5 separate regions of the Mus musculus genome follow, and regions 1, 2, 3 and 4 are each linked to region 5. Evidence: chromatin contacts called from public Hi-C and HiChIP or PLAC-seq data. All regions are on one chromosome and are shown on one strand. The core of a region is the stretch at or near the end of the contact, and the rest is flanking DNA. Distances in the headings are between cores, read along the strand shown.

Evidence for each region. A called contact is a pair of places that touch in the nucleus more often than the background predicts. HiChIP or PLAC-seq counts read pairs in DNA pulled down with a chosen protein or histone mark.
Region 1: a contact with region 5 is called in an HNF4G HiChIP or PLAC-seq map of pancreatic cancer cells. The contact joins the enhancer-like site here to the promoter of Gfra1 in region 5. A contact is called at or near these places in 8 of 39 promoter capture datasets (the 3T3-L1 cell line, cranial neural crest, hippocampal neurons and 4 more), 1 of 15 datasets of contacts at CTCF or cohesin (the NIH/3T3 cell line), 15 of 484 Hi-C or Micro-C datasets (the AML12 cell line, the HL-1 cell line, adipose-derived mesenchymal stem cells and 6 more), 5 of 115 datasets of contacts at active chromatin or transcription factors (the NIH/3T3 cell line, differentiating embryonic stem cells, embryonic stem cells and 2 more) and 1 of 9 other capture datasets (embryonic stem cells).
Region 2: a contact with region 5 is called in a Hi-C map of uterus, with 3 times the contacts expected there. The contact joins the enhancer-like site here to the promoter of Gfra1 in region 5. A contact is called at or near these places in 13 of 39 promoter capture datasets (the 3T3-L1 cell line, the C10 cell line, the SN4741 cell line and 9 more), 3 of 15 datasets of contacts at CTCF or cohesin (the NIH/3T3 cell line, large pre-B cells and pro-B cells), 9 of 484 Hi-C or Micro-C datasets (the N1E-115 cell line, bone marrow-derived DN2 thymocytes, cerebral cortex and 3 more), 16 of 115 datasets of contacts at active chromatin or transcription factors (astrocytes, bone marrow-derived macrophages, craniofacial prominence and 11 more) and 2 of 9 other capture datasets (embryonic stem cells and liver).
Region 3: an HNF4G HiChIP or PLAC-seq map of pancreatic cancer cells shows a contact between it and region 5. The contact joins the enhancer-like site here to the promoter of Gfra1 in region 5. A contact is called at or near these places in 10 of 39 promoter capture datasets (the 3T3-L1 cell line, embryonic stem cells, hippocampal neurons and 3 more), 2 of 15 datasets of contacts at CTCF or cohesin (embryonic stem cells and pro-B cells), 12 of 115 datasets of contacts at active chromatin or transcription factors (craniofacial prominence, differentiating embryonic stem cells, embryonic basal ganglia and 8 more) and 2 of 9 other capture datasets (embryonic stem cells and pancreatic islet).
Region 4: a contact with region 5 is called in an H3K27ac HiChIP or PLAC-seq map of neural progenitor cells, with 8 times the contacts expected there. The contact joins the enhancer-like site here to the promoter of Gfra1 in region 5. A contact is called at or near these places in 13 of 39 promoter capture datasets (cancer-associated fibroblasts, embryonic stem cells, frontonasal cranial neural crest and 6 more), 2 of 15 datasets of contacts at CTCF or cohesin (large pre-B cells and pro-B cells), 6 of 484 Hi-C or Micro-C datasets (the N1E-115 cell line, forebrain, gonadal supporting cells and 2 more) and 14 of 115 datasets of contacts at active chromatin or transcription factors (VIP interneurons, astrocytes, craniofacial prominence and 10 more).

What each region holds. Positions count from the first base shown.
Region 1 is chr19:58,615,172-58,619,904 of GRCm38.p6, forward strand. The region is part of intron 1 of 1810007D17Rik (RIKEN cDNA 1810007D17 gene); the gene reads left to right. Among named protein-coding and RNA genes, the nearest start is that of 1810007D17Rik, 11 kb to the left of the region's middle. Within about 2 kb of position 1,655, at least 15 of the 459 cell types and tissues checked have an H3K27ac peak or open chromatin away from gene starts, as enhancers often do. A contact at or near this core is called in the AML12 cell line and pancreatic cancer cells, where this site is marked.
Region 2 is chr19:58,224,525-58,229,770 of GRCm38.p6, forward strand. No RefSeq gene overlaps it. Among named protein-coding and RNA genes, the nearest start is that of Gm41875, 5.4 kb to the right of the region's middle. Within about 2 kb of position 3,902, at least 9 of the 459 cell types and tissues checked have an H3K27ac peak or open chromatin away from gene starts, as enhancers often do. A contact at or near this core is called in uterus, where this site is marked.
Region 3 is chr19:58,273,484-58,278,542 of GRCm38.p6, forward strand. All of the region lies in intron 6 of Gfra1 (glial cell line derived neurotrophic factor family receptor alpha 1), which reads right to left. It overlaps Gm46650, which reads right to left. Exons shown (of 2, transcript XM_017318325.2): 2 at 4,476-5,059. Among named protein-coding and RNA genes, the nearest start is that of Gm46650, 19 kb to the right of the region's middle. Within about 2 kb of position 2,013, at least 12 of the 459 cell types and tissues checked have an H3K27ac peak or open chromatin away from gene starts, as enhancers often do. A contact at or near this core is called in pancreatic cancer cells, where this site is marked.
Region 4 is chr19:58,252,953-58,257,952 of GRCm38.p6, forward strand. The region is part of intron 9 of Gfra1 (glial cell line derived neurotrophic factor family receptor alpha 1); the gene reads right to left. Among named protein-coding and RNA genes, the nearest start is that of Gm41875, 23 kb to the left of the region's middle. Within about 2 kb of position 2,334, at least 12 of the 459 cell types and tissues checked have an H3K27ac peak or open chromatin away from gene starts, as enhancers often do. A contact at or near this core is called in VIP interneurons, astrocytes and neural progenitor cells, where this site is marked.
Region 5 is chr19:58,453,778-58,458,507 of GRCm38.p6, forward strand. It overlaps Gfra1 (glial cell line derived neurotrophic factor family receptor alpha 1), which reads right to left and starts at 1,621. Exons shown (of 11, transcript NM_010279.3): 1 at 1,421-1,621; 2 at 532-817. The coding sequence starts at 571. Gm41876 (a long non-coding RNA gene) reads left to right here and starts at 2,372. Exons shown (of 3, transcript XR_877966.1): 1 at 2,372-2,434; 2 at 4,584-4,730.

The sequences.
Region 1 (4,733 bases), core at 405-2,904, 160 kb after region 5:
AGGCTGGGGTATAAGGAGTCCGTACAGAGTTGAACTTGGGCTGAATGAGGCCTTCCTCTTATTTGAAGGAAAAAAAAAAAAATGGCTGTCGGTTTTTCTATCGATCCTAGAGCTTGGGCAGTGAGATGCTGTGAGCTAAGTAAAGATATGCTAAAGGCTCCTGAGAGCTGAAGTGTTAATGTGTTTGATGGATTAGCTCTTTGTTGATTAGAATGGCCTGTGTTTGGGCCCAGGGTTGAAGAGTGAGGGGTTTGGGGCAAAGTGGACCTGGAGCGCCCCAGGATTGGGGTAGAGTGGACGTGGAGCGCCCCGGGATTCAGTCACGTGTATCTCCGTACAGTGTCATGGTTTCCTTTTTCTTTATGGCTGCAGAAAACCCATTGCATTATACATCACATTTTCTTCATCCATTTATCTACTGATGGATACCTGGACTGGTTCTGTATCTGCGGCTGCAGGCCTTACTTTAGGGCTCTTATAGGGCAGAATTACCCAGTGATTGTCTGTGCCTTATTTCACTTATCGTGTCCTCAGAATTTATCTACATTATAGAAATATGTTAGAAATTGTCCTTTTTCCTTAATGGAGAACGATTTTCTGTTTTGTGTCTCCATTTTTTCTGGTAGTAAACTTTTGGGACATTTCTAGGTTTTTTTCTTTTTGTATTTTTTGTTTGTTTGTTTTGTTTTTTAATTAATAATGATGCTGTGAATGTAGGCATATAAGTTTTTCTTCATTTCTACTGCGATTTTTTTTGGGTTGTTGTTGTTGTTGTTGTTGTCAAGACAGAGTTTCTCTGTGTAGTAGCACTGGCTGTCCTGAAACTCACACTGTAGAACAGGCTGGTCTCAAACTCAGAAATCCACCTCCGCCTCCTGAGTGCTGGGACTAAAGGCAGGTGCCACCACCACTCAGATAAGTTTGTGCTTTGAATTCTCCTGTGTAAACACTTTGGTAAGTTTGTTGGATCAAAGGGTGATTCTATTTTTTAGTTTATATTTCTGAAGAGCTGCATGTTTCCCCCAATGATCGAACCACTTCTGAACCTACCACAGTCCACACGAGTTCAAATTCTCCATCTTTGCCAACGTTTGTTGTTTAAAAGAACAAAACAGGGGGCTGGTGAGATGGCTCAGTGGGTAAGAGCACCTGACTGCTCTTCCGAAGGTCCAGAGTTCAAATCCCAGCAACCACATGGTGGCTCACAACCATCCGTAATGAGATCTGACACCCTCTTCTGGTTTGTCTGAAGACAGCTACAGTGTACTTACATATAATAATAAATAAATAAATAAATAAATAAATAAATAAATAAAACAATTTATTTAAAAAAAAAGGAACAAAACAAGGCAAAAGCCTAAATAAAAACAGTCCAGTGAGAAGCAGCTGAAAAATAACCAACAGCACAACCACAACTCAAAACAAGACAGTGCTAGACCCAACTTGACACAAGCCTGAGTCCCCTGGGAAGTGGGAACCTCGGTATGATGGGGCTATCGGCACATTGTGCGGCATTCATTTGATCTCTGATTGATGTGGGAGGGGCCATTCCACTGTGGGCGGGGCCATCCATGGGCAGGTAGTCCTGGGCTATGTAGGAAAGGTAGCTGAGCAAGCCAGGGGAATAAGCCAGTGAGCAGGACTCATCCACCGGCTCTGCTTCAGTCCCAGCCTTGAATGTTTGCTTAGCAGAAACTCTCCCGCAGCAATGAGTCATGAGCTATAAGCAAATACACTTTTTCTACCCGAAGTTGGTTTTAGTAAGTGCTTTATCACAGCAACAAAAGCAAACACACAAAAGAATAGCCTACTGCAAAACATTATTTTTCATATTATTGGCTTAAACTCTTTTTCAGTTAGGGTCAAATATCAAGCATAAGACTTCTGTACATAATCATATTAAGAAGTATGCACAGGTATTTGGAAATTCTATAAAGGATTAATTCAGAGAAAGCACATTTATCATAAGCTGTCATTGGAAGATGGCATACCCTTTCCTGCGCCACCAGATTAAAAGCACATCAATCATTCACAGCAAGCCTCTGGGTGAGTTTTAGACTCCAGGATATTCCCTTTTACTAAGAAGCCACTGCTTTAAAAAAAAAAATTAGTAGTTCACTATAAGGCACCAAACCATTTTGTCTAAGCCTAAGCCATATGCCTAATGTAGGAGAATCCAGACTGAGAGGCTGGAGAGATGGTTCAGTGGTCAAGAACACTTGCAGCGAGCTCTTCCAGAGGACCAAGACACATGCAGATAAGCACATAAATAAAACTTAAAAGTAATAATATTAAATATTGGAACATACCTACTTAAGGAAAGAATATATGTAACATCCAAAATAAATTCAAGACTACCCAGTACCTTCCCTCTTCAAAAGGCGTTTCCAAACTGTACTAGCAGGCCAAGTACAGAGCCAGGTAAAGAAGCTGACTAACTAAACAAATATAGAAACATAGATTTAACGGTCAAAATGACTAACTTTACAGCTGCCAGAACAAGAGTAACAATTCCCCTGCCCTGCCTCACACTAAAAACCACAAGGACAGACAAAATGAGGGTCACCCTATACAAATCAACCAATGTCTAAGAAGGTTATTGGCTATACCAATTAAAATAAGCCAAACTACCCTAGTGCCTATATCTGGCCCTTACAAAGGTATAAAAAGTGTGTTCTTTCTTTGTTCTGGGTCTCTCCTCCAGCCTGCGTGCTGAGAGGGGGTTCCCCAACATGTTGGATAAGTAAGATCCTCATGCATTTTGCAACAATGGCGATCTCTGTGGTCTTTGTGAGTGAGGGTCTTTTGATAAGCTACAACACATACCGATTATATTTTATAACCACATTGCATTTTTGAAATCATACTACCCTGGTTGTGTATTGATTATTTGCTTAAAACAACAATTGTTTTAATGCCTGTGGTTCTGAGATTAACGTTCTGGCAAATTATGCTAAAACTCTATTATATCAGTTGGAGTCATTTATATGGTGCAGAGAGCTGAGAGCTACTGTATGCGAAGCTGGGTGTGAGGGGCCAAGATGGCTATCCATATCTGGAGCCAGGGGACTCCTCTCTCATGATTTCTGCACTATATAATACAAACTCGCATTGAACTCACAGTAATCCTTCTGCCTCAGCTTCTTAAGTGCTGGTATTATCCTTATAAATCATCACTTCTGCCTAATCTGGATTTCTCTGCATGGCAACTGGTTCTTTCTTATTTCATAATTATATTTATCTATTTATTTATGTGTGTGTGTGAATGTTTGTCACTTGTGTACAGGGTCCCCTGGAGACCAGAAAAGGGCATCAAATCTCTTGGAGCTGGAGTTATAGGCACTTATAAGGCACCTGATGTGGGTGCTCAGAACCAGACTCAACTCTTTTCCACTGAGCCATCTCTCCAGCCGATAGCAACTGGTTCTGAGAGAGAGAGAGATTGGATGTACAAAGGCCCCTTAAGTCTGAAGCCTGGGGATAGGGAGAAGGCAAAGATGGTAAAGTGCTTGCCTATAAGCACGGGGACTTGAGTTCAAATCCCAGAGTCCGTATAAAAAGGTCATACATGACACACACACTGGTCATCCCAGTGCCAGGTAGGCAAGACAGACAGACACTGAGGCTTTAGGACATCCAATCCAGCTTACTTTCCAAATTCTAGAACATCGAGAAACTCTGTCACAAAACACTCAAGGTTGTCCTTTGTCCTCCAAATGAATACACACTAAGCAGGCATCAGCATACAAGTACACAATACACACTGTGAGATTTACTCTTGGTTAACCCAACAAAAACTAGAGAAACCCTGGAAGAGTAAGCCCCACTTGAAGAGCTGCCTCCATCAGTTTGGCTCTGGGTATATCTGTAGGGCATTTTCTTGATTAATGATTGAGGTGGGAGCACCTGGCCCACTGTGGGTGGCACCATCCCCTGGGCAGGTCATCTTGTATGGGAAGCCGCCCTCACATTCGCCGTTGCAAGATGGCGCTGACATCCTGTGTTCTAAGTGGTAAACAAATAATCTGCGCATGTGCCAAGGGTAGTTCTCCACCCCATGTGCTCTGCCCTCCCCGTGACGACAACTCGGCCGATGGGCTGCAGCCAATCAGGGAGTGACACGTCCTAGGCGGAGGATAATTCTCCTTAAAAAGGGATGGGGTTTTGCCATTCTCTCTCTTGCTCTGGCTCTTGCTCTCTTGCACTCTTGCGCTCTTGCGCTCTTGCGCTCTTGCGCTCTGGCTCCTAAAGATGTAAGCAATAGAGCTCTTGCTCTCTTGCTCTCTTGCTCTCTGGCTCCTGAAGATGTAAGCAATAAAGCTTTGCCGCAGAAGATTCCGGTTTGTTGCGTTCTTCCTGGCTGGTCGTGAGAACGCGTGTAAGAATCTTGGATTTTATAAGAAATCAAACTAACTAAGCAAGCCATGGGAAGCAGGCCAGTAAGCAGTGTTTGTTCCTCTGTGGGTTTGTTTTAGTTCTTGCCTCCCGTTCCAGTCTCCAATTTCTTTCTATGATGAGCTGCAATGTGCAGTTGAGATAAATCCTGTCAACCAAAACCAAATACACACACACACACACACACACACACACACAGAGAGAGAGAGAGAGAGAGAGAGAGAGAGAGGTGCAAACATACAGATATACACAGTCACACAAACACAGATAAACACACAGAGAGACAGACACAGACACAGAGACATACAAGCACACACATAGATACACATGGACACACA
Region 2 (5,246 bases), core at 2,652-5,151, 230 kb before region 5:
GGAAGGAAAACAGGGCTGAGGTGAGGGCTGTGTGGATAATGTTTTTTGGGGGGAACTCTCCAGGAGGAGTCAAATTCTCCTACAACTGCAGATAAAACTCACTTTCCATCACCATTGGTATAGTATGCTTCCTGCATGTCTTCCAAAGACCTACATGTTGAAGGACTGACTGACCCAGACACTGGTGCTATAGGGAGGAGGTGCAAGCTTTGACAAGTGGGGCCTAGTAAGGAGGTTGAGGTCTTTGGAGGTGTTCCCTTGCAGGGGATTGTGGGATCCGGTCATTTCCTCCTTGTCTGTTTATGTCCCATTGTGAGGTAGATGGTTTTGCCAAGATTTCCTCCAGTGATGGACTTCCAAAATCATGAGCCCAGTCAATCAATCAATCAGTCAGTCAATCACCAATCCATCAATCTTTCTCTCTTATACTCTCTTATATGTATATTTACATGGATGTATGTATGTATTTATGTATGTTTGGTTGCATATATATATGGTCGAACATATGTATATATATGCATGGTTGCATGGGTATATGGTTGTGTGTATGTATGTATGGTTGTATGGTTGTGTGTATGTATGTATGGTTGTACGTATGTATGTATGTATGGTGTATGGGTGCATGGTTGTATGTATGGGTAAATATTTGTAGAGTTATATGGTTATAAGTATTTATTTATGGTTGTATGTGTTTATGTATATATGTATGTATGGTTATATAAGTGTGTATATATGTGTATATGATTATATTGTGTATATGTGTATGTATGTATGTTTGTATGATTGTGTGTATGTATGTATGTATGGTGTATGGGTGTATGATTGTATGGTTGTATGTATGTATGGGTATGTGGTTTTATGTATGTATGGGTATATAGTGTATGTGTATATAGTTGTATTATGTAAGTGTATATGTATTATGTATGTGTGTTGGTGTAGATGATGCAGATATAGATGATGTAGACATTTGAACACACACATGTAGAAGTCAGGTCAAATTTGAGTGTCATTCCTCAGATTCCAGTTACCTTATCTTTTTACATTTTAATTTATTTTATTTTCTGAGACAGAGTCTCTCACTGGGATCTGGGGTTGATCAATTTGGCTGTCCACCTAGCACCTAGGATGTGCACGGTGGTTTCCCCTCTCCCTAGCATTGGGATTGAAGTGTATAACACCAGCCTTAGCATTTCAATGTGGGCTCTGGGGTCTAATTCACGTCTTCATGTTTGCAAGGAATGTATTGACTGAGCCATCTCCTCAGCCCCAACTCTTCCTCCAAAGCCTTTTGAGAGACTTTAAAGAATTTTGTACATGTATAATAATGGGACCGGCTCATACTGACCCTCCAGTTCATTCATCACATTCATTTGTTGAGTGTGTGCCAGGGGTGTGCACACCACATGCATGTATGTAGACCAGAGGACTTTTTCTCTTTTTAAGATGGCTTCTCCCAGAAATTTGCTACAGTAATGGGAAGCTGACCTCGGTCTGCACACTTTGGACATTCTAGTTCTGAGGCAACGAGGCAAACAGAGCTGCACTGATGGGGTGGGGCTTCTCAGAGGGGAGAATGCTGCCCCTTTCAAAGTTGTCCAAATGTGGAGCAGGATTGGCAGAGCATGCTAATGCTAGGGCCAGGCAGGGACAAGTCTTCCCTAAGGCAGCTCCTTGCAAAGGATCGGAAACACAAGCCATGTCTGCCTCACCTCTCTCATGTGCCACTAAGTCAGTGAGGATCCAGAGGCAAGTGATGTATGGGGATGGCTGTAGGGGCACCTGCGATGGCCCTCAATACCTCAGAGCTGAGCCTTGCACTTGCGCAGTTACAGTGTAACGGGTCAGCTCTGCTTCTTTGAGTGCAGTTTGTGGGCAAAGTGGCTCTTTAAAAACACTTTAGCTGTCTTTTGTCGCTTGGTTTAAATGTGTGCATTGCAGCTACTTTAATTGGTTCCACGTCTGGAATGAGGGACCGGAATGGAAGCGTGGCTCTCTCTCGGGGGAGCAGTCCTGACACTCCGATGGCTTGTCATATTTCTTTTTAAATCTGCTATTCTTCTCCTCCAGACGAGGGAGGTGATCTAATTATCTTCTGAGACAAGCTCACACCACAGTCTAACCAACTTGGGCTATTCTCAAGCCGTAGCACCAAGTGTGGGAGGAGGAGACTGCAGTGTGTGGAGAAACTGTGTGTTCTCATGACCTTTCCTGATCAGCAGCCAGGAGACTATCTCGCCACAAGGCCTGAGTCCACAGCTACCATAGTTTACCTGGGTGCTGGCCTTGGACAAAGGTTAAAAAAAAATTCCATCCCTCCTTGGTGATGTGGCTTTGCACCAACTCTGCCTTCTCTGAGAGGCAGTTTCTTCCATTACAAATTGAAAATAGATTCTATCTTGAAGCTGTGGTTGCAGTGAGAGCTGATATAATCTAAGGCATGCAGCCTGTCCATCTTGTGTCTGGTGCATGTGAACTCTTGATAGCTAGCAGCTGCTCTTCAGGAGCCCCCCAGGAACATATCTTCAGGGCTGGTTATATCCTGCCAAGAGCTAACCCAACCTCTCTTGGACTGGGAAAGCCCTGCCTGGAGCTGACTCACCCGAGTATCCAGCCACTGGGTGAGGGATTTTTATAACTCTGCCATGCACACAGCACACACCAGGTGCCTGGAGGTGTTTCTTCCCAAAATTGAGGCAATTAATCTTGCAGGCGGTGCTGTAGGGATGCTGCGGGTTGCTTCCTGGGATGTGTGGCTGCAAGAGGGAACTTTAGCCTCCAGAGAGCTTTGAGGCAGAGGGGGTCATCACCTCTTCTTTTTGTAAAGTAGGACTTGGAAGCTGAGATAGTGGCAGGCAGGATACAGCCTGGGTTTCCTCTGCATCTTATTCTCCAAAGCAAAAGTAATAAAAATATGTGGACATAATAAAAACTACTTAGGTAATAATGCCTCTCTCACGTATTGATATCTATCACTGTGTCTACTATTTATTTATGATCTTTTTTTATTTCTATGTACTTATCTATCAATGTTTTCTCTTTGTTATATTCTGTCATCTACCCATTGGTCATGTATTCATATCTGTATCCTGTAGCTATAATGTACGCACAATCTCTTGCCTGCTTGTCAGCTCTTGTCATCTGATTTTCTGTCATCTGTCATCACTTTTTACATTCGTTAGTATAAGCATTATTTATTACATTTATGAGTATACAAATAGGAGCGTCGTTTCCGCTTCCCCACGCTTTTGCTTTTGACGTGGCTGTTACAGAAGCTTACCTTTTCAGTCTGTTTACAGCTACCTTTCAAAAACATTTGTGGAAGTTAATGAGCTGCTGGGGACTCCGACATTATCTTCCTCAGTAGTATAGCCAAGGGGAAACTGGCCAGGCTCTGGTGAACACCTCCCCCATTCATGCTCATGCAAGCAACCCTAAGTAAATTCAGCAGACCATGAAAATATCAACAAAATAAGAAGCAGGGGAGGGGCTGGCTGGAAAGAGGATGTTAGGGGCGGGGGGGATCAGACAATAAGGGCAACGGAGTGAATCTGATCAAAATACTTTGGATACGTGTATGAAATTGTCAAAAACTTTAATAATAATAATAAAAGTAACAAAACGAGTGTGTAGCGTTACCTTTTCCGATCTTTTCAGGTTATTTGACCCACTACATCATCTTGTGGTAGGACGATAGGAAATACTTCTGCATGGATTTTGGCACACTGCAGAGGAAATTGGGATGGACTCCTTCCAGTGGGATTGTGGCTCCCAGGGGTGTGATTTTAAATTAGGACACTTCCAGAGGGGAGTTTCCGAGGGGCCGTGAGGCTGAACTGCCCGGTGGTTAAGAGCACACGGCAGGGTCATGAAGACCAGAGCTCATATCCCAGCAGCCATACAGCAAGTATGTTGTCTTGGCAGAGGTCTGCAGCTCCAGATTCAAGGGATATGACACCCTCCTCCGGGCCCGTGTGCATGGGAACATCCATGGGCACGTACGTTTTTGCATACACACATTTTAAAAATTCCTAAAGAAAAAAGATACCATTACTATATTTATGTACCCATCTGAGCAATCGGAGGCCAAAGTTCACTTTACTTTTTAAGTGTGGCGACTCCCTCCTCTGCCAGCTTGCACGGGAGGAATCTCCGCGAGCTGAAGCCCCTCGGTGCGTCCCTGCGTTGCGCGCTGTGGTTTATGGGACTTTTATGGCTCCTCCCGCTCCTATCCTTCACCTCGCTGTGTTTTCGTTTATGCTTTATTTATATCACCAAACACAGGCAGTCTTGTATCTTGTTCCTGTCACAATTTTTATTTGCTTTCTTGGCATTTCTCTCAGGGTTTTATTAGACATTTCTTGTTCCAGCTCCTAAAATTTCTATCTCCAGTGTCTTGGGGACTTGGGGGCTGCGTTCAGAGGATGATAAGAATATGAATGGATGGCACAGGTCGGGGACCCTGAAGGTCCCCAGGTGCATGTCACACTGCAGACTGCTCTTGCCTTGTTTCTGCTGGGAGCGGGGGCAACGCCCTACCTCCGCCCAGCCCTAGAGTCCCAGCCCTACCATCACTATCCCTGAGCAGCCTGACATGAGCCATGCTTTTCTGTGCCATTCCCCAGGAGGATCCCAGAACCTGGGAGGTATGGCTTTTATTATACAGTTCTGAAAGCTTGCAACCCAAACGGACCCAGAAATAAAACTGGCTATTTGGTATCAGACCCAAGAAGCAAGGGAGGAGGAAAGGCAGTCTGGATAAACAAATCAAGAGAAAAACACAAAAAATTGAGGATGTCACAGACCACAGGGAGGAAGCCCTTCCTGGTGTTTTGCTAGATGGGGGAGATGAGGCTCTCAGATGGCCTTCTAGGTCTTTATCTTTACGCTTACAGAGTGGCACTAGTAAGCAAGGCTTCGTTTTGTGCTATGATCAGAGACTCAGAACCATCAAAGTGCTGTGTGGTTGCTGAATGCTTAGCCTTAATATCTCTTTCTCCTCTCTCTCTCTCTTTCTCTCTCTCTCTCTCTTTGATGCAAGCAACAACGCAAGTGAGGGTGGGAAGAATGGAGAAGTCAGGAGGGGTGGAGTGTCGTGGGATGCATTTCTGGACAGGACATGGCTGTCACACTGTTGAGTTCAAGGCAGCAGTGAGAACCTTCGCAGGACCTGCACAAGACTGGGCTTGTCAGCTTCCTCAGGAAGACCTATCCCTCCCTGAGGGTTTATTGGTAACTAATGGTTGCTG
Region 3 (5,059 bases), core at 763-3,262, 180 kb before region 5:
ACATGTTGATGTGGTTGGTCCTATGGATAAAGCCAGAGTTGTGTCTTGGCTGTCCAATCTTGGCACTCTGAGCCAGGCTTCTACTTGCCAACTAAAGCATTGTGGCATCAGCTACAGCCCAATCTTCAGTATTTTCCAAAGATAGAGGAATTATTCCTCTGTAACATCTCTCCCCATCACACACCTCTAAGACCTCAGGTGTTGAGTGCCAGTGGCCAGGTGCATGGGTCAAGCTGTTAGCCAGTTCCAGCTCAGAGACTAATGCTGTGGTACCAGGTCCAGCTCAGAGACTAATGCTGAGGTCTTGGTGCTTCTGATATAATCATGAGAAAGACCTTGTCTTTAGCTTAATCTGTCCAGAAGCCGTAAGAAACAGGTAAAGGATTATGAAAATACCTTGGCTAGTTCTTGTTTGTTTTGTTGATTTGAGACAGGGTCTTGCGTAGTAGCTCAGGCAGGCCTTAACTGGATTTGTAGCTAAGAATGACCTTGAACTCTTGAGCCCCCTGCCTCCACTTCTTAAAGTTCAATCCTCCTGCCTCTACTTCCTAATTGCCAGGAGGACAGAAAGTCCTTGAAAGCTGTTCAGAAAGCCTGCTAAAAAAAAGTAAAACCAAAGACAAATGAAGAATTTAATATACAGCTTTACAAATGACCTAGTTTTTTCCTGGCAACCTCTAAGGAGGTAGATATTTTGTTGTTTTAAGTTTTGATTTTATTTATTTATTATGTTTTAATTAGCATGCAAAGTAACAGGTTTCCCTGTGGTATTTTATAACACTTAGTTTGGGCTCATTTCCCTCACACACTCTCCCTTTCTATCATCTCCCTGGCCCAGTCTCCCACCTCATACCCTAATCCTAATTTTATACTTAAGAAAAATAAGTCTTCATTCTAGAGGAAAACAGGGCACAACAGAACCTGGATTTTAAAACTACACACTAACTCCGCTGCAAATGCTTTCAACCCATGGCTACAATGGCTTAAGAGAAGTCATGTTGCCAGGGTTGAGACAGAAGGAGGGGCACACTTGTCAGGGAAAGGCAAAGGAGGGTGTGGCCCACAGAGGTCACCTCCATCTTATTGTGTTTACTGTAATTCCAGGGTAACCGTAATGAAGGGTTTGTATGTGCTGGGTGCTTGTTTCTGTGTTCATCATGCTCTCAACTCTCACAAGAACCTTACTGACTGGTAGCGTGGACCCCGCTATCTAGAAGAGGAGCCTGAGGCTGGGAGAAGGTCAGTGTGGACCCTTCCAAGTTATAAAACTCCATGGCTAGGGTTGGGGGATAGCCACAATCCATCCAGCCCCAGCCCCAGAGAGGACCCACAACCATTACACTAAGCACACACCTCGCCAAGAGCTCTGCTAAGCATTTCAGCTAGGATGGGATGCAGGTGAGCCTGAAAGTGAAAATATTCAATAAACTGAGTTTTAGATTTTGTCCTAAAGGCACGGGAGCCGCGGAAGGACTTTAAACTGACACATCTACACAATGAGATGTGTGTTAGAAAGACTCTTGCTTAGCTCTCTCAGATGTTCAGCAAAGATTTGCTTAGGACACTGCTTGGGTAGTAATGGGGCACAAAGCATGTAGCTGAGGACAGTGTGTGTATGTATGTATGTATGTGTGTGTGTGTGTGTGTGTGTGTGTGTGGTATGTTCCCAGAAGAATCACAGCAAAGCACTGAGGGGCAGGGAGAAATATAAAAGGAGAGAATGTGCCAAAATGGTGGCAGTCAACAAGCAGGAAAGAGCTGGTAGGCTACAGAGAGGCTCAGAGTGTGGCTAACTCATCAAAAAAATAGTGTTGTGGTGGGAAAGACAGGGTGGGTTTGCAGCTGTGGCTCTCCCAAGTACATGCGTCTTGAGAAGACACATTTTGATAGGTGGCTGGAACACTGGCTCTCAGCCCAGCAACTATCCACCTGAGTGCCTACTGTATACAACAGCTCCTGCAGCCCTTGGATACCACTCACGCACACACCTCCCCCGCTGACACTGGGTTATGAGTCATGCTGTAATCGGTTTCGGTGGCTTCCCTCCCTGCCCGGAGTGCTGTGATCTAACCAAGGACCTGCAAATGTCCAGCATAGGACGAACAAAGAAACTCCACGTTTGGATTTCTTCTGGAGACAGGAAATCTCCATGACTACAGCAGTGATGAGCGCTGATTGTTTTTCTCTGAGAAAATGAAAATGAAATGAATAGACGCTAATGTAGAAACGTATCACCCTCTGTCACAGAAAAAAAAAAAACCCACCCTCAAAGAAGAAGAAAGGGCTGGCAAATGCCATGAGCCTGTCAGGAAGCCTAAGCAACGGTGGTTGATGCAGAGAAAAGCATATTAAAGGGAACACACTGCTAGCTGTAAATAGAAATATAATCATAATGACAGTCTTGAAGCATCCCCTTGAACAGCAGATGGTCTCTGGACAGTGGGCAGGGAGATCATGTAACTACTTTTCCTGTAACTTTTAAGAAATATCATGTTATATAAAGCATAGGCAAACAGGTATCGGCAAGACTGGTGTAACTCCTGGATTACTGTAACCTCTAACTGATTTCCTGGGAGAGACCCTTAGATGAGAGCCATGTGGCTGGCAATGTTGAGCCTAGGTGAAAAACTCTGATCCTGTATAGGATCCCTTACTAACCACAGTGGCTAAGTACAATGTTTAACATCTTAGCCTAGGGGTTTCCTTCTACAAACCTAAGAAATGCAGCGTGTGGGACACAAGGCTGCCTGCAAACAACAGCAAGAACTACTTTTTGTTCTTCAAGTGTTACTGTTCTTGTTATCTGAGTCCCATTCTGCCATTAACCATGATTTTAGTGTCAAGACACCTGGTTTCCTATGAGGGTATGGAAGAAGAGTTCTCCATACCCAGGGTTCCTCATCCAGCTCGCAAGGCAAGAGAGGCTGGAGCACCTGCTTAGAGTCCCAGAGTGGTGGCCACAGGTGGCATCCTTTGGAGAGGGAATTGTCATGTGTTTGTAGAAGCCTTGCAGGGAGGAAATACACATTTTTCCCCCTGGGGTCTTGAAGTCATCTAGCATAAACTTGTTCTTCATGCTTGGTCTTCATGTTCCCCTGGCTTATAGGTGGTAGTGAGATTTTGTGAAGGAACATGTGGGGGGCAGGGCATGCCCATAAAAGAAGGTGGCCCTATCTATGAATCAGGCCCTCCTTTGGTTCTTTGGACCTCACCAGAATCCATGTAGTATTAAAGGACTTGATTATCCAATGAAATCTGGTGTCTTAGTCAGGGTTTCTATTCCTGCACAAACATGATCAAGAAGCAAGTTGGAGAGGAAAGGGTTTATTCAGCTTACACATTGCTATTCATCACCAAAGGAAGTCAGGACTGGAACTCAAGCAGGTCAGGAAGCAGGAGCTGATGCAGAGGCCATAGAGGGATGTTACTTACTGGTTTGCTTCTCCTGGCTTGCTCAGCTTGCTTTCTTATTGAACCCAGGACTACTAGCCAAGGGATGGCACCATCCACAATGGGCCCTCCCACCATTGATCACTAATTACAGCTGGATCTCATGGAGGCATTTCCTCAAGGGAGGATCCTTTCTCTGTGATAACCCCAGCTTGTGTCAAGCTAATATACAAAACCAGCCAGTACATCTGGTAAAGTGCTTGTCTGGCACACTTGGATCCCTAGCCTTCACCTCCCAGTGTAAAATCGGTTGTAGTAGTAAATGCCTATAATCCCAGCACATGGGACATGGAGGCAGGAGGATTAGGAGTTCAAGATCATCTTCAGCTTCATACTGAGTTTGAAGCCAGCCTGGGCTACCCAAGAACCTAAGGAGAGTGGGCAGGGGAAGACTAGAAGTTTTCTGAAAAGCTTTCAACATTAGGCCTTCCAAGTCTGGGACTTGGTTCAGATCGCTTGGCCTATGGAAGCTTTCGAAGAAGTGCAGTGATAGAAGGCTCTCTGTTGTAGAGATGACTTTCTGCTCCACGGCCCCTCTCTGATCCCTTAGCCTGTGGCTGGACTTCTCCCAATCTCAGGTTTTTTTCTTCACATGGAAGGCAGGGCTAATGCCATGGAGCCATCTTACTGTGGCTCCTAAGAGGGTTAATGGCAGTTACCCTGAATTCCTTCTGACACTGGCTGTTCAATACAGTCTGTTCTCATTACCTCATTCCTCTCTGAATTCCAAACAACCTCAGTGTAAAATGTTTGCCATAAGAACATACAATAATGGCTGGAGAGATGGCCCAGTGGTTAAGAGCACTGGCTGCTCTTCCAGAGGTCCTGAGTTCAGTTCCCAGCAACCACATGATGGCTCACAACCATTTGTAATGGGATCTGACACCCTCTTCTGGTGTGTCTGAAGATAGTGACAGTGTACATAATAAATAAATAAATAAATTTAAAGAAGAAAAAGAAGGAGGAGGAGAAGGAGGAGGAGGAAAAGGAAGAGGAGGAGGAGAAGAGGAGGAAGAAGAGGAGGAGGAAGAGGGAAAGAGGAGGGGGGAGGAAGAAGGAGAGGAGGAGAAGGAGGAGGTGGTGGTGGTGGTACAGCAAGCCCAAGTGCAGAAACACAACTTTCCTCCACAGGCCTCATGCCACATACACATAACAGCCTACCAACATCTGTAAACCTAGTGGCATCAATGTTGACCATTACAAAACTGAAAAGTCCGTAATCCAAGAACCTTATGGAGTTCCCTACGACCTCTCAATCAGAAGGATGAAGATATTTCAAGTAAATCTGCTTTATGGAAGAGAGGAAGAGGAAAAGGCATATTTTTCAATGGCTAAGTATCAGTAAGTTCGCTACTGCTCCTAACAGCTCATGCAGAATGAAAGCATCTTGGAAAAACAAAGCTTCTAATATTAGCCCATGGAGGACAATGCTGGAGCACTGCGATGTAATTGTCTGACGGAGTGACACAAAACAGATTTTTTCCTCCTTCTGTTTTTAGAAAATTACCTTAGCCTTTGTGCTCCAACAGCCTACTGGAGCGCACATCTGGGAAGGATCTTTCAGAAAGCCAGAGCCTATATTCAGCACATTCTGCAGGAGGTGTTGTCT
Region 4 (5,000 bases), core at 1,084-3,583, 200 kb before region 5:
TGAGGTGGAAAGAGCCAATTTAACTGTGGGCAACACCATCCTGTGGGCTGGGACAAGTTAAGCAGAGAGTGAGCCAAGCACTAGCATTCATCCTGGATGCTGTGTGACCAGCTGCCTCTGGTTCCTGCTGCAATGCCTCCCTCTCCAGGACGGACCTGTATCCCCTCCACCTGTAAACAAGCCCTCCCTCCTGAACTAGCACCTTGTCAGATGTTTTTGTCATAGCAAAGAGAAATGTAAGACGCCGATGACACTGATACTGCACATCCCAAGGCTATGGCCTTAGTGTCCTGGAATCAAGAACTTTACTAAGGACTCCACACTGGCAGCTCTGCCACGCAGTGTCTTAGTTAGGGTTTTACTGCTGTGAACAGACATCATAACCAAGGCAACTTCTGTACCCTGCAAAGGACATCTCAGAGGAGACTTTCGACATAGGGCAGAGCAGGTGACTGTGGAAGTTCCCAAACCTAAGTAGGGTAGCCTGGAGAATGAGATTTTCAGAAGGGTTGGAATGAGGGCATTTTAAAGCTGCATAGGATAGTTTGTATACACTCGGCCCAGGGAGTGGCACTATTGAAAGGTGTGGCCCTGTTGGAGTAGGTGTGTGACACTGTGGGTGTGGGCTATAAGACCCTCATCCTAGCTGCCTGGAAGCCAGTCTTCCCCTGGCAGCCTTCAGATGAAGATGTAGAACTCTCAGCTCCTCCTGCTATCATGCCTGTCTGGATGCTGCCATGTTTCCACCTTGACGATAATGGACTGAATCTCTGAACCTGTAAGCCAGCCCCAATTAAATGTTATCCTTATAAGAGTTCATCTCCAGTTCTCATGCTGTAACCCTGGTGCTGCTGAGACAGTTCAAGGAGGGAAAGAGTTTGGCAAGTGACCACACTGATGAGTTCTGAGGTGTGGTCCCAAGGTGAGACATATGCCTTTCTCATGAGGACACAACAAGAAGGCAGCCATCTCAGAAGGACGTCTTCACCAGGAACTCAATCAACTTTGCTTGAATTGTGAACCTAATGTCTGCTGTCTATGCCCTGTTAGCAGCATTTTGTACAATATCTCACAAAGACTATGAGCAGCAGCAGCTGTAGCCCCCAGGTTCACGACTGTCTACACCACAAAGGGGATCCTTATCACACAGGCTGGTGGTGGGGGTGGGTAAGGGGATTTTGAAGCAGTCTCCTTGTTGGGTAATTATTCTAAGCACAGGTTAGTTTTATCCTGCAAGGGGATATTTAGCAAGCTTAGAGAAACTTTAGGCTGTCCTAATGGGGGAAAGGGTGCTTTTGAAATGATACTAAATATCCCACAATGCCAGGACATCCCTAACAATTATTCAGACTAAATACCTAGAGTACCAACACTGAGTAAGCTTGACCCAGGAGAACTGACTAACTCACAGCCGTGAGGTCCTTAAATAGTTATGAATGAAATTCCTCAGATTGCCCTAGGGATGTGCAGCTGTGTCCTGAAAAAAAAATTCCAGGAGAAATACTGATGTCCTATGAAGTACAGGACTCGAAGCTATGACATTGTCTCATCTTTTCCTGTCAATTTTTTAATCTATCCATACAAAGCTGCACAGGCCACCAAGATCACATCCCCGCCCCCGCCCCCACCCCACCCCTGCCCCCCGGGAATCAACAATGCTTGACCCTTGAGAGCAGTTCATTTTAGTAAGGGTGGGCTGAAGGCAGTCAAGGATTTCTGTGTTCACAGTGTTACACTTTGACAAGTGTTGACAGTTCCTGCAGCCACTTAAAACCAATGAGAACTCTCACAGTTTAAACTCTGAGGATATCACAGCTCTGAGTAAGTCATAAAGACAGAAAACAGAATAACCTGTTAATAAATGCTACAGGAGGTTCTTCCGCCATCTTGCTCACCTCACAAGTAAAGAAACTGAGGCAGAGAGGATAAGAAACCAGCCCTGGTTTTCATGGCTAGAAGACACTGAAAGGAGCCTAGGCTCATTTTCAACTCCAGTTCTCTATACAAAGTTTGGCAAGTCTGTAGCTCCACTTTGGAACAATCCACTGATCCGGTATTTTTGCCTAGGAAAGTATTTGACTGGCTTTGTTCCTCTAGGTCCTTCTGATTTCTTGACAATGCTTTCACTCCTCATCCCCATAGACCGTACCTGAGCGTGTGGTGATGAGATACTTCAAGATGAATGCTGGTCACCAGAAAAGCCAACCTTGGGTTCTGGGGGGTAGAGTTTTGAGCCAATGGAGGTCAAACTGACCTGACTTCCAGTGAATATCTGGGGAGGTCTGAAGACTGTGTTCAGTCATGTGGAGGGTGGGGTCAGTGACTCAGTTCCTATGCCTTCTTAATGCAACAACAAAGGAAACATTGGCCACTGGGCTTCATGGAGCTTCCTGACTGGTAAGTAGATTCATGTGACAAAATAATAAAATGCACTTAGTCTACAGAGGAGGTAATCCGTAGAAAATGCCCTATAGAAGCCCTCTCTGATCTTATTCACACCTCCATGTCCCGATTTGTATCCTTTACAACAAAGCTATTAATAAGTGTTGCAATCTGCTGAGTTCCACGAGTCATTTCTAGTGACCAGGACTTGGAGCTTCCTGCAAATGCCTGAATCTGTAACTAGCTGATCAGACTGCATGTGGGAAGAGAGCCCAGAAATGCAGCTGGCATCTAACAAGAGGCCAGCCTTGATGGAGCCTCTGGTCTGCCACGAGCTCCTGGTGGTAGTGTCGAGATTGAGTTGTGCTGTGGTATACCAGTTGGCATCGGAACAGTCACCATTACTTTTCTTTATGCTAGTTTACGAGCCATACTGACACTTCAATCTGCCAGATGTTCAACAAGAATTTAGGGACTGATTTAATCTATAGTGATGAATAATGTTAGCGGAAAGTGAAATGTTTAAAGTCCTCTGATTCAGGTGATACAGAACACGCATGCTGAACACAGAGAGGCGAGGATGTTGAGTTAGTGTATCCCCTCTCCCGGACAATGCTATAGGTTCTTCAGTCTCATCTGAATTACTGACCTCATGGGCTACTCTGTGGCTTGCTTATGGGTACTATTGCATGCACTCTGCCTTATTAACACCAGACTGTAATAGGATGGAATACCCATGGCAACTGTTCTTGGCTCCATTCTAGTTTAAATGTATTTGTGTGTACATATATGTGCAGGGATGTGAGAGGGTATGAGTAGGTTGTACACGTGTGTAGAGGTGAACAGTCATATGTATGTATATCCATATGGAGGACAGAGGTCAATCTTGTATGTTGTTCCTCAAGCTGCCATATGTTTTCTTTTTGAGAATAGGTCTGTCACTGGTCTGAAACTTATGAAGTAGGCTAGGATGGCTGACCAGTAGGCCACAGAGTTCTGCCTGGTTCTGCCTTCCCCAGAGCTGGGATTATAATGCACCACTACATTAAACTCTTGATTGCACACATGCTATTAAGAGTTGTGGTGGATAACCATTTATAAACAAAGTTATAAAAATTATAAATCATAACCCCAGACTATGACCAGTGACATACAGATATGGGAACAGCCCCACTCCTGCTTGGGCTGTGAATCTCAGAGACAGGGTTGGTTCTTGGTCACCATCTTTTCTGTAACTAAGGGCACTTGCTGCTAATGATTGTGTCACCTGTTCCCATGTCCACATTGGTTAGAAGTTCACGGAGGCCCTTGGCAGACAGACCTACTCTCCTAACCATGCCAGATGGGATTTGGCTCACACAGCAGTTTCAGGAGCAGACTGTCAGGACAGAGTTCCCAAGATAATTATCTAGATAGCAAGATGGAATCGGGAGCAGTTCTAATCCCTCAAGAAAGTCCTGGGTCTTTCTGCTTTGGATTTCCATTCCTTCTTGGCCTGGAGTTACAAAGAACATCCTACCGCTTAGTAGGGACTGTCTGCTGACATTTAGTTCAAAACCTAACAAAGTAAGAGAACAAAACCTAAAGAGCTTCAACAGTCTTCAATTGTTGCCCCTTCCAGCATCTTCAGGATAGATTCTCCTTTGCAGCTTCTGTATCCCCAAGACATCTCTAAGGCACGACATACACCCTGATGAGAGAATAGCCATTTTCCAAGTGCCAGGGGTTTGGTTGGCCCTGTGTGCACTTAGACTGTTCCTTAATCAAAAGAAACTCAAAACATGGGTTGTGTTTGACAGCAGAAATTCAGAGAGTTTAAGGAACAGGGTTCATGACACAAAATAACAGGGAGGCAGGTAGCCACCATTCTCAGTCAGGTACACCCAACTCCACAGGTCTGACTCCTCCCAGCAAAATAACTCCTAGGCTGCCCAGAATGCTTAAAGAGGAGGCATGAGAAGTACCTGGGGCCAACTCCAGGGTGAACTCTGAGGTTTGCCCCAGATAGACCTAGGGTAGGAATGAGCCTCCTTCCTCTCTGCTCTAGGGTTGTCCTCTCATCATGCGTCTCCAACAAAATCGTACCACCCTGGCCTGTCTCATGAGTGTCTCTTCACTGATGGAAGATTAACGGGACGCCAGAGCACCCCGTTGCTCTGCAAGCATAAATTGCAAGAAAAACATTTAGAATATTGATTAAGTGCTTCATGCTCGAAGATTTAAATTTACCTCCTGTATTTCCAGGATTAGCTGACATAATGGGGTCAGTCTGCCGGCACAAATGATTTACAGAACACCCATTGGCAGCTTTCCTTTGAAAACTCGACACTTAAAAATTTGCACTTGGTCACAACCAGCAGAGCCCGGGTTATTTCACAGTTTTAGATAATCACCTTCCTGCCGGGAAGTTTCAAAATCAGTTCTGGACTGGTCTGTCCCTATCTGGAACAAATGGACTTTGTTTGGATCCCATGCGGTACTGCAACAGAGGAGGAAGGGGAGCCTTCTAAATATAGATCATATTCAATATTTTCAAGCATAACATAGAAGAATTAAATTGACTGTCTTCCCTCCAAGCCTCTGAGTCATCTGACCCTAGGTGACTTCCTATTAGAGTC
Region 5 (4,730 bases), core at 371-2,870:
GTGTCTCCTGGCCAGCAGCGGGCAAAAGGGCACTGAGCTGAACAGCGAGGCTGGGTGCTTGGCACCCTTAGCGCTCTGAACGAAAGGCAGACGAGTGCCACAGTCTGCCCCGCGGGTGCGCAGAGACGTTTTTCCCTTAAAAGTTTTCCATTCCAAGTTTGCTCTCTTCCGACCCCAGCGGTATTTGACCACACTCCACCTGCCGGAGCGTCTCAGGGAGCTCCGACTTCCAAAGGGGAGTAACGCCCTGGGATGGAAGCCTACGACCCCTCAATTTTCCACCAGGCTGGGTTATTAGTTTTTGTTTTGTTTTGTTTCTCACCCCCTTTAAACACGGCAAAATAAAATCAACCGCTCAAAGACGCGCCAGCACTGCTTCCCAATCCCAGAGATTCTTGAACCTCTTCACCCCCTAGCGAAACTTCTTCCACCCACACTCAAGGCACCCACCCGCAATTCTGGAGTGGCTGCCGCAAGGGACCCCCCAATGAAAGACTCTGGATGAGAAAGCCAGCAGCGGTCTCGACTTACCCAGGAGTGGCAGCACGAAGTACAGAGTGGCTAGGAACATGGTGCCGCCGCGCAGCTGGTCCCCGCCCCCCCAAAATCCAAAGCCGCCACCGGATCTCGCGGAGAGAGCTCAGCGTGCAGAGATCCCCGGGCGACTGCGCTCCTCTGGCCACTCAAAGTTAAGCTCCATCCAGGGTGAGAGCAGACTCCCCGTTGCTCTGCCGCCCACCGCCGCCAGGGACTCAGCTCCGAGCGGGCGCGAGGGCGGGAGGCGGACCCGCTTTTAGGGGTTCAGTTCCGACCCAACCTGGAAGGAAGAGCGCGCTTTGAAATGAGAGCCCAGAGTGCTGAAGCCTCCAGCTCCCGCCCCTCTCCCCTCCCCCGCTCCCGCCTCGGGGGACTTCTCAACGCTACCCCCACTCGGGTCCGAGAGCAGGAGGTGCGAATTCATCTATTACGGGCACGAGGAAGCTCCGGAACCCGGGTTCTGGAGCTGGTAAGGTCCGCTAGGGCTCCCAACGTTCAAAGCTGGAGGATATCGCGCACAACCCAAGAGGCTGAACGCAAGCAAATAAATAACCATTACTTTCAGAGCAAGCGCCGGAAGCTAGCTGGCGCTGCCCGGAGTCGGAGCCTCGGTGGCGAAGGCTTCTTAGCCAACCCCGCTGGACCAAGACCCTGCTCCGGCTCCGGGAAGTTGGCCGCCCTCCCTGGCTCTCGCCCGACCACTCACTTGCTGGCTCGATCACTAGCGTTCTAGCTCTTCTGTCCCCGGCCACCGATCGCTACCCCAGTCACCGTCATCCCCTCCCCTGGACGAGCCTCTCTTCCCAGGCAGTCCGGCAAGAGGAAACTGACATCCCGCATCCCGCCTGGTACTGAAACCTGGCTTCTCCGCCCCTACTCCTACCTGCCGCTCATCCTGGGCTCCTTCCTAGACTTCAGTGCTTCACACGCACTTGCCTAGCGCCCGAACTCCTGTGCATCCACACCACTGCCCCGTGAGAGCGAGCTAGTCCACAGCATCTGCACACCCCAGCAGGTGCAGCCCCGCACCACTAGCGCCCCCCTGGCCCCAAAGTTGGAGGACGCCAGCAAAATGGAAAGGGATGGCTGGAGGGGAGGTGGCGATGGGTTCTCAAGTGGAATGAGAAAACTCTAAATGCCACGAACCTGAACCCAATTGACCGGTGTCCAGCTGCAGCGAGTAGCCAGTGTTTGTTTATTTATTCTTTGGGGTGTCCCCGCCTCCTCTTTCTCTTTCCGGCCTCACTTTCTCTGTGCTAGGTAAAAAAACGATGCCACAATCTGCTACAGCTCGGAGGACAGAGTTGGCCAGGACGATTTCCGAGCAGACCTCCCCGCCCCGGCTCGATGCCCGGTAGGGATGTCAGCGGTTATTGGAAGCGGTGGGAGGATAGCATGCCCAGATTGGTTTTGGCTAAAGGCCCCTCAGGCTGCTTCTGCTCCTGCCTCCGGGCAGCGCAGGGCCGGCTCTTCTGTGAAGCGCAGTTCCTCCGTCCGCCACAGCAGACTTACAGGCTGGCTGGCGGTGGGACCCAAGGCCAACAGGCAAGCAGGCTCAGGACCCGCAGCGCTACGCCGCCGCCGTCGCGGAGACTGCGCACCCCCACCCCCTTCAGTGCACAAGGGCTCTTTCTTTAGTGCAACACAGCAACCCATCCAGACCCTTTTGAACACAAAGTTGTTTTTTTTTCTCCACGTCATTCGCGGCTGTGACTCAAGACTTGGCAAGATTCAGACTCACTCAGACCTAAGCCCTGAGCGGCGATCCGGGATGCACCCACCCATTGATAAAATGCTTGTGCGAGCTCATGCACCTCTCTCCTCCTGGTATGACAGCGAGACAAAGCAAAGTCCACCCCAGCCCACTGCACTGAAGTCTGATCAGACCCAGCTTTAGGTAATTTTATAAGATGATTTCCATCTTTACTGTTTCAAGAGTAAATTTTTTTTCAAAAACATTTTATAAACAGAACACATCCACAGCCCTTCACCCCAACTTCAAGGATCGCTCCAGCGATGCTGCTGAACCCCGCTCTCCGTGACACCCGCTGTCCTTTAGGGGTCCAGAGATCTGTCTAGAGTATGTCCGTAGTAGTGTTTGACCGACCAGCTCGCTGCTTGGGGCTTGTGTCAGAGATCTTTTCTATGTCCAAGTTCATCATCTCTCAGGAAAACAGAGTTTGAATCGAATCTATGAGCCCAGCTGTCAAATCTGCAAACCCATCACCACAGACAATGGGCCGCCAAGGAGAACAAAAAAAGAGACGCTCTTTTTTTGATCCAGAGTGTTAATTGAAAAGGGCAAAGGCTTTAGTTTAAGGCGTAAGGGCCGGGAGAAGAGGAGGAGGGATGGGTAGCCCTCCATTCAAGTACACATCAGCCAGGCGTGCCCTTCAGCTGTGGCGGCTGTAGCATTGTTTGGAGTCCTCAAAGAGTCTGTGCCTCTGTGAGCAACCTGAACCCAGGGGACATCCCGCCAGTGCTAGCTCCTCCTTTGCCTTGCACGTGTTCCTCAGGGGCAGGTATGAAGTGTCTGAAGCCTTCGCCAGGAACCCCTCCCCCGGTGTCACATTCAATCACACCAGACTTACACAGATTTCCAGTTCAGTGTATCAGTTTACACTCCGTCGTTGAGTAAACAAAGAAAGCATATGTCACATTTTTTTTGCGACAGATGGTTCGATCCAAGGGCTACTTAAGTTCTTTCTCTAGCGATAGTCAGAAGTCTACAGGGTGGAACTACTGTGGGAGATGGAATTGAGTCTTCCAATCAGTGTCTCTGCGTACAGAAGCAGATTTCCATATTTTCACACCAAGGCAAAAATCTCCAGGAAGTGGATGTTAATGAGAAGACTTAGCTGAAGACTCCCATTGATGCTGAAAACATAAAACCCCCCTCCGTTGTCCTATTTCATAAGTGAGTGGGAATATTTTTCTCTGTCAATTCAGTGCTTTTCTTTGGGGACCACTTTGGGTGGTTGAAGAATAGTTAAGTTTCATTTAAGACACTAGCTAAGTCTATTCCAAATATTTTTTTGTTGGGAAAACACTTGGTTATTCTACTTAATCCTAGGGAGTTAGTTAAAATCTACTTTTAACAGAAAAGGAAAGACTGGTCTAAAGTTCTCTAAATGTGGAATAAAGGACTCTTTCGAAAATAGTTATGGCTTCAAGAATATTACATACCCCTTCTTCACTCTAGCCTTCAATATATGATAAATATATAAATATTTACATAATATATAATAAATATAGATATGGTGAAATTAGACCTTTGGGGTTTGGTTTGGTTTTGAGGGGTTATTAATTTTATTTTTATTTTTGTGTGTGTCCCAGTCCATGAAGGTCAGAGAGAACATCAAATCCCCTGGAGCTAGAAAGTGACAGGTTGTTTTCAGGCTCAACATGGGTGCTGGGAACCAGACTCAGGTCTTCTACAAGAGCAGTAAATAGTCTTAAGTCTTGAGCCATGCCCCCATCTTTGTTTAAAATAATTAATAATAAGGACAATAATAATAAATGCCCACTGTTTGCTACAACTGTGTTGACCAACACCAAAACTACCAGCCTCAGTGTCACTGCCATGAATTTAATTAAAATTAAGTACCAGGTAAGTGTGGTTAGTTCTCAGTGGCACCAACCAATGACTATACATGACCATGGTTACCATATCTGATAAGGCTTACAAAACTCTTCCATAATCACAGAAAGATCAAGAGGACAGCCCTACCCTCTAATGTTGCTGTTAAATTAATAGGCACAGTTTCTATATAGAATAACAGATCATTGTAGGCATCCAGTGAGTGCTTTATTAAGCAATGGCACAATGGGGATTGTGGGGCCATTGGGGGTGGTGAAGGTGATGGAATGTGAGGGAGGTGATGATGGTGGTGATTGGTGGTTGAGTGTGGTGATGGTGGAGGTGGTGATGATGATGGTGGTGATGGTGATGATGTTGATGGTGATGGTGGTGTTTTGTTTTCCTTCCGTGGAAGGAGAAGAACTCTACAATGACACAGCCCATTGAACGTCTGCTCTGTACACAGGATGTGATCAGTGGTAGTAAAGCAAAGGAGAAGAGAAACGGCCATGTCAAATTTCATCCTGTGAGAAGAGCTGTAAACAAAAAGATGTAGTTCATACTCTAGCTTATGACTTCTCAAGGCAGGACCCCATAAGGAAAACCATTGCCT